2 separate regions of the Xenopus tropicalis genome follow, and region 1 is linked to region 2. The links are chromatin contacts, called in public Hi-C maps. All regions are on one chromosome and are shown on one strand. The core of a region is the stretch at or near the end of the contact, and the rest is flanking DNA. Distances in the headings are between cores, read along the strand shown.

Evidence for each region. A called contact is a pair of places that touch in the nucleus more often than the background predicts.
Region 1: a contact with region 2 is called in a Hi-C map of neurula embryo, with 2.1 times the contacts expected there. The contact joins the enhancer-like site here to the promoter of lef1 in region 2. A contact is called at or near these places in 2 of 5 Hi-C or Micro-C datasets (neurula embryo and tailbud embryo).

What each region holds. Positions count from the first base shown.
Region 1 is chr1:67,101,389-67,104,228 of UCB_Xtro_10.0, reverse strand. No RefSeq gene overlaps it. Among named protein-coding and RNA genes, the nearest start is that of lef1, 62 kb to the right of the region's middle. Within about 2 kb of position 1,353, at least 2 of the 11 cell types and tissues checked have an H3K27ac peak or open chromatin away from gene starts, as enhancers often do. A contact at or near this core is called in neurula embryo, where this site is marked.
Region 2 is chr1:67,039,681-67,042,380 of UCB_Xtro_10.0, reverse strand. It overlaps lef1 (lymphoid enhancer binding factor 1), which reads left to right and starts at 1,448. Exons shown (of 10, transcript NM_001243834.1): 1 at 1,448-2,613. The coding sequence starts at 2,395.

The sequences.
Region 1 (2,840 bases), core at 104-2,603, 62 kb before region 2:
TTTTGATCGGGCGCCATAGAAGGCGCCTGAGCAAAATCTGCCATCAGGGCTGAATCGGCAGAAGGAGGTAGAAATCCTATTGTTTCTACCTCCTTATCTGCCGTTTCAGCCCTGAATGTTATTGGCGGGTCTGACGATCTTTCGTGCGACCGCAGATCGCCACGTGTGTGGCCACCTTAACACTGCAGTGAAATAGTTGGCCACATTAGACAAGGCAATGCTAGGCCATTTTCTGACTTTGCTCTATGCTTTATTAACAATTGTACCTATTATTTGTAATTATAAAAAATAGAGGAAAAGTCAGAAAATGGCATGGCATGAATGTAAATAGAAAGAGAAAAGTGCTCTACCAATGTTTTGCCAACAAGAAGCATATAAATGTACAAAATAAGTAAGGCACATCACACTGAGGGTTAGCTGGCATTTTGCTTCCACAAACTAAGGAATTATGTGATAAAAGTGAGCTTCTGTTTATAACCACAAGAGGTGCTTTTGTGCTAAAGGTAATGTAGAATGCCTCAGGTCAGACCAACAATATGGAAGCTGCCATTCATGTATACAAATGCAAATCACTATGGAACAAATGTTCTGCACCACAAGTAATTATCTCCTCAGATTTTACAGTCTATGTTAGAGGAAACAAATGGTGAATAAACATCACTTACAACAAAGTATGCTTTCTTTTAACATCCAAACATAGGGACACATGAAAACAGGAGCAAAAATATAAGTGGAACAAAGGGATTTTTATGACTTGCCATTCTTTAGTTAAGTGAAATGCCATACTAATTGACAAAACAGTAACATCCAAAGTAAGCCTGGAACCTATTCAATATAAGAGAAATTTTAGCTGGCAGCTATGGTAATTCCATATACCTTATTGTTTGGGATTTAAAATGAAACTAATAAAATTGCTAAAAAATAGTTATGAATGCTAAACCTGGTTTTCCCAATTTAAATTTTCAATTTATATATATATACTGTATTATATGGTAACATTTTAAAAACAGGCAACAAGCTAAAAAATCATTACAGGGGTTAAGGCTGACATCACAAGCTATGTTTCCTGAACAACCAGAAAATCCATTCTACTATATGTAACAAAAGTCAACTAAGTGAATGCGTTCCCGCTGCATTTTATTATGTCCTTCTAAATGTAGCTGTTGGTAGTAAATTAGTCAACTTTACGCCATTCATGTCTTCATAATAACCCACAATATAACATTACCCAAATATGCAGCGTGTAATCAACAATCAATAAATGCCATTATTCGCATACCTCCTATAGAGACAGGAGTGAAGCTGTCTCTGTTTGGTGATGGTTGCTTAAAGACAGTAATACTGGTATGCTACTGAGAGCAATTAGTGGCCTTTCCACCCCTCCTTTGGAGTGTCTTTTTTATTAACTGTGACTAATGTGACTCTCATACACACACCCTATATATTTGGCTGCTTAAGGCTAGGCCCGAAATGTCACCAACAACATTCCTAAAGTTTACTGCTGTTTAATGTCCAAAAGACCACTGTCATAATAAGAGGAGTATAAGACTACACTGTCTGTATTTTATGAAAAACAAGTACTTGTCTCAATATGATTCAGTAGCAATATATTTCAGTTAGGCCCTAAATATTTATACTACATATATACACAGTTTATAAAATCAAAGTTATATTAATAGAAAACACAATATTACTCCAACATTTTTATTCATTGTGTTTTGCAAACTGTTGTATCAACATGCAGCTACATTGCACATCTTCCCTTTTGAATCTCCTCCACTTCAGAACTGGTAGACATTTTTCTGCAGGATTTATAGTAGAGTGTATAATGCTTCATTGTATATTTGCCGAAATACATCACTTCTGGTGCACAGAAGGCTTCAGTTGTTCAGCAATGCGACTGCCGTGATCAGTGACGGACATATTATAAATATGCTATTGCACTCTGCCCTCAAGGAAATCAATCATCAAATGTATTATTATTTATTGCACTATATCCCACTATTTGTTGCAATATTTCCCACTGCAAAAAAGAAATGATTACTTGCATCTCAATTTTCAAAAAATTTGCCTTTTCATAGAACTTACAGCCGTATTAAAATTTTGTGAAATAATAGGAATATGTATAAATGATTCAATAGAAAATAAATATATGCTTTAAAGGGCAGGATAAAGCCTGAAACATTGCCTTTAAATGTAACCTAGTAAATCACCTTTTCACCTTTGCAACAAGGAGTGCTGCAGCATTGTTTCTACTACTGTTTAATTCAGTTGGCAGATAAGCTAGAAAAACCACCACTGCCACCACATCCCATGGGAAGTGCTTTATACTACATGTAGCTTTCAGCCTGGCCTGATCTTACTGCCCCTAGATTAGGCCAATGGGATAGGGTACAATTCTGGGAATTGTGTGCCTGACCCTTTAATTGCTTGCAAGTATTGCTCTGTATCGATTTCAAGGGCTATTGCTTCGACCTTTGGGGTCACTCACAGTTTAGGCAATTGACGACCAGTAAAATGGCAGGCAGCGGGTTTAAGTGATTGCCACTAAAATCAAAAAGCAATGATTCAGGGGAAAGGGGGGGTTGTCACCCACTCAGGGAGCTTATAAAAGCTTTGGCTGTAAAACACTTATATCGTATCATCTGCCATTGTTCTTAAAAGAATGTTTGCTGATGGTGGCACTGATGGATGCATCCTATCTCAACAGATATCATTAGGCAATTTTTTCAAATGAACATTTTATACTTTTTTAAGATGTTACGCATAATTTGTTACACCTTTTTCTGAGAGATCATGCACTTTCTTAATTAGTATCCCTGCTTTCCTCTGATTTGCTT
Region 2 (2,700 bases), core at 199-2,698:
GGTGGATTACATTATAGATACAAACACTATAAATCATTAAAAACTAAAATGACTTTAAAATAAATATCCATACATATGTATCTGACACCTTTAAATGTGAGTAAATTATGTTATATTAGTAGTATTAGCATAAAATTCAAATTCAAGTATTTTCTCATTTTAATAGGAAGCAAGTGATATTTACTAATTCTTGTAAACCGTAGCCCATCTATATGTTTCCCTGCTGCTAAAAATGTGAAAAGATCAAAAGATACAAAGAATGCCTTTTGTGTTTGTCTTAGGCACTTTTGTGTGCTGAATTTGTGCAGTTGGTCCAAGTGAAGAGGGTTCAATAAATATACTCACTAGCAGATCCCAGGTGTCTTTTCCATTATATAACCAGGCTCCTTCTTCTCTCCTTGTTTTTCTGTGGATCTTTACCCGGTACTCAGGAAGGTTTTCTCTTTCCCATCTATATCCATCATTCAGATGGGGTCTGTATGGTGTTATTTCTGTTTGATCTCAGCTTTTCCTCACATAAGCTCTCCTGCTGCATGCCTCTGGGGTGTCGGGATATTATAGCAGGGATATGACAATAACACCCATTGCATATAGTATATTATATATGGGTTCTTTTATTTTTATATACATATATATATATATACATACATTCATACACAAAGTATTTATACACACACATATATGTATTCTCCTTCAAAATGGCTGTCCTCTCAGCTGTTGCTGAACTACAGTTCTCAGCATCCTTTAAAAGGATGTTGGTAGTTAACAAGAAACTAAAAGTCCCAAAGGGAACACACCTATACAGCATTTTTTTCCCATATGGGTTTTCTTTACCTTAAATCAAACTATTACTACCTTCAGTACTTTATTTCTGAGGTCATAAATCTTTTATGTAAAAAGAAAGAAAACCTAATTTTATACAGAATTCTGACAATGCTAAATGATTTATTATTATCACTGATGTTAGCAGAGACAGGAAAGGAAATAATCTGGTTAGTAATTGTACCCCCAGTTGATGTTTAGTTGCACTTACCCCCACCCCTCCCTTTTAAACTCCAGAACAAAAAGAAATCTTTTTCTCTTCCCCTTGACAAGTACACCTGCCCTACTTATTAGGGCTTTCCACTCTGTTTTTGTTAATTGCTATTATTAGGATTATTTCATTTTGGACTATTTGCCTCCCCCTCTCTCCCTTCCCCTCCTGCCCCTTCATTTACAGAGTTGCAGTGTGTGTGTGTGTGTGAGTCTGTTTCCCTCCTCTATCAGCAAGCTGTCAATCACCGCGGCGGCTCTCTTTCATCTCTTTCCACCGCCTCCTCCCCTCCAGCAGACAGAAAGAGGGAGGGAGGGGTGGAAGGAGAGACAGAAAGAGGGGGGCACAGGAGGAGGGGGATGTTAAAGTTACATTACACAAACACACACTGCGTGCCCCTTCATTGAGAGCAAGGGACGGCAATGTGCCTCTTGCAGTCACTGAGGTAGGACAAGACTTTTGGGAGAGTTTTACGTGGTGTGAAGAAAGGAGATTAACTTGTCCCCCCCTCCCCAGGATTTTCTCAGAGGTGATTTTCTCAAAGTGACGCTAAACAGAAGAAGGTAGGATCGCTGGCAAAAGGTACATTCCACGGGGGGTTTGTGGACAGGTCCCTTTGCAGAGGATATGCAGCGCTTTGCTTGTCCTCCCTCTGTACCCGGTACAGACCGCAGTTTTACCTGAGGGTCCAGAGGAGGAGTTCAGTCCGCTCCTTGCCAAAAGCTCACGGCGCTCTCCAAACTTTGCTCTTACTTGCATTGAGCTGACTGGCAGTGCTAGCAGGACAAAGCCAGGCTGGCTGGGGTGTGTGGGCACCGCACAGAGAGTGGCTAGTTTACCTCGCTTATTTAAATGAAGACATCCTTTCTGGGTTAGTCATCTCTGAGTCACTGACTGCATAAAGCAAAAAACGTAATTTGCAGTTAGTCAGAACCATAACAAACACTGCAGTTTCTCACTGCTCCTCGTGTGACTGCACACACTCGCCTGAATGGGAGCAGAATGAGATAAAAGCCCATCAGCTGTGGGTGGTTTTGGATACTGGTGACTACAGTAGCCCCCCTGGACCAGGGGAGACAGGATTGGAGCCCTTGGAGCAGAGCAGAGACACACTGGGACTTGCAGCCTTGGGAGACAGGGGTGAACTTTTTACAAGCAAAAGTGTCTTCTTATCAAGATTTGTGACTTTATTTTGCTGATTTGGGGGCAAAAGTGTCCAGCCAGTGCCATCAGTTTTGGCATTTTGACCTTGGATCATTGGGTGTGGAAATTTTGGGAAGGGAACCTTTGAATTGGGTTTTGGTTTTTTTTTGCTGGTGTTTGATTTCTGACCTGTAACACAGAAGTCCTGATCTGGAGCCATGCCTCAGCTCTCTGGAGCAGGGGGGGGCAATGGGGGTGGGGGAGATCCTGAGCTGTGTGCCACAGATGAGATGATCCCCTTTAAAGATGAAGGGGATCCCCAAAAGGAGAAGATCTACGCTGAGATCAGCAACCCGGAGGAGGAGGGAGACCTCGCAGATATCAAGTCATCTCTGGTCAATGAGACTGAGATTATCCCCAGTAGCAACAGTCACGAGGTAAGCAATGGAATTCATTTATAGCGGTAATCGTCTGTGTTTATAACTAAGAACACAGTTTGGATTTTTGTTTTTGCAACACAATCC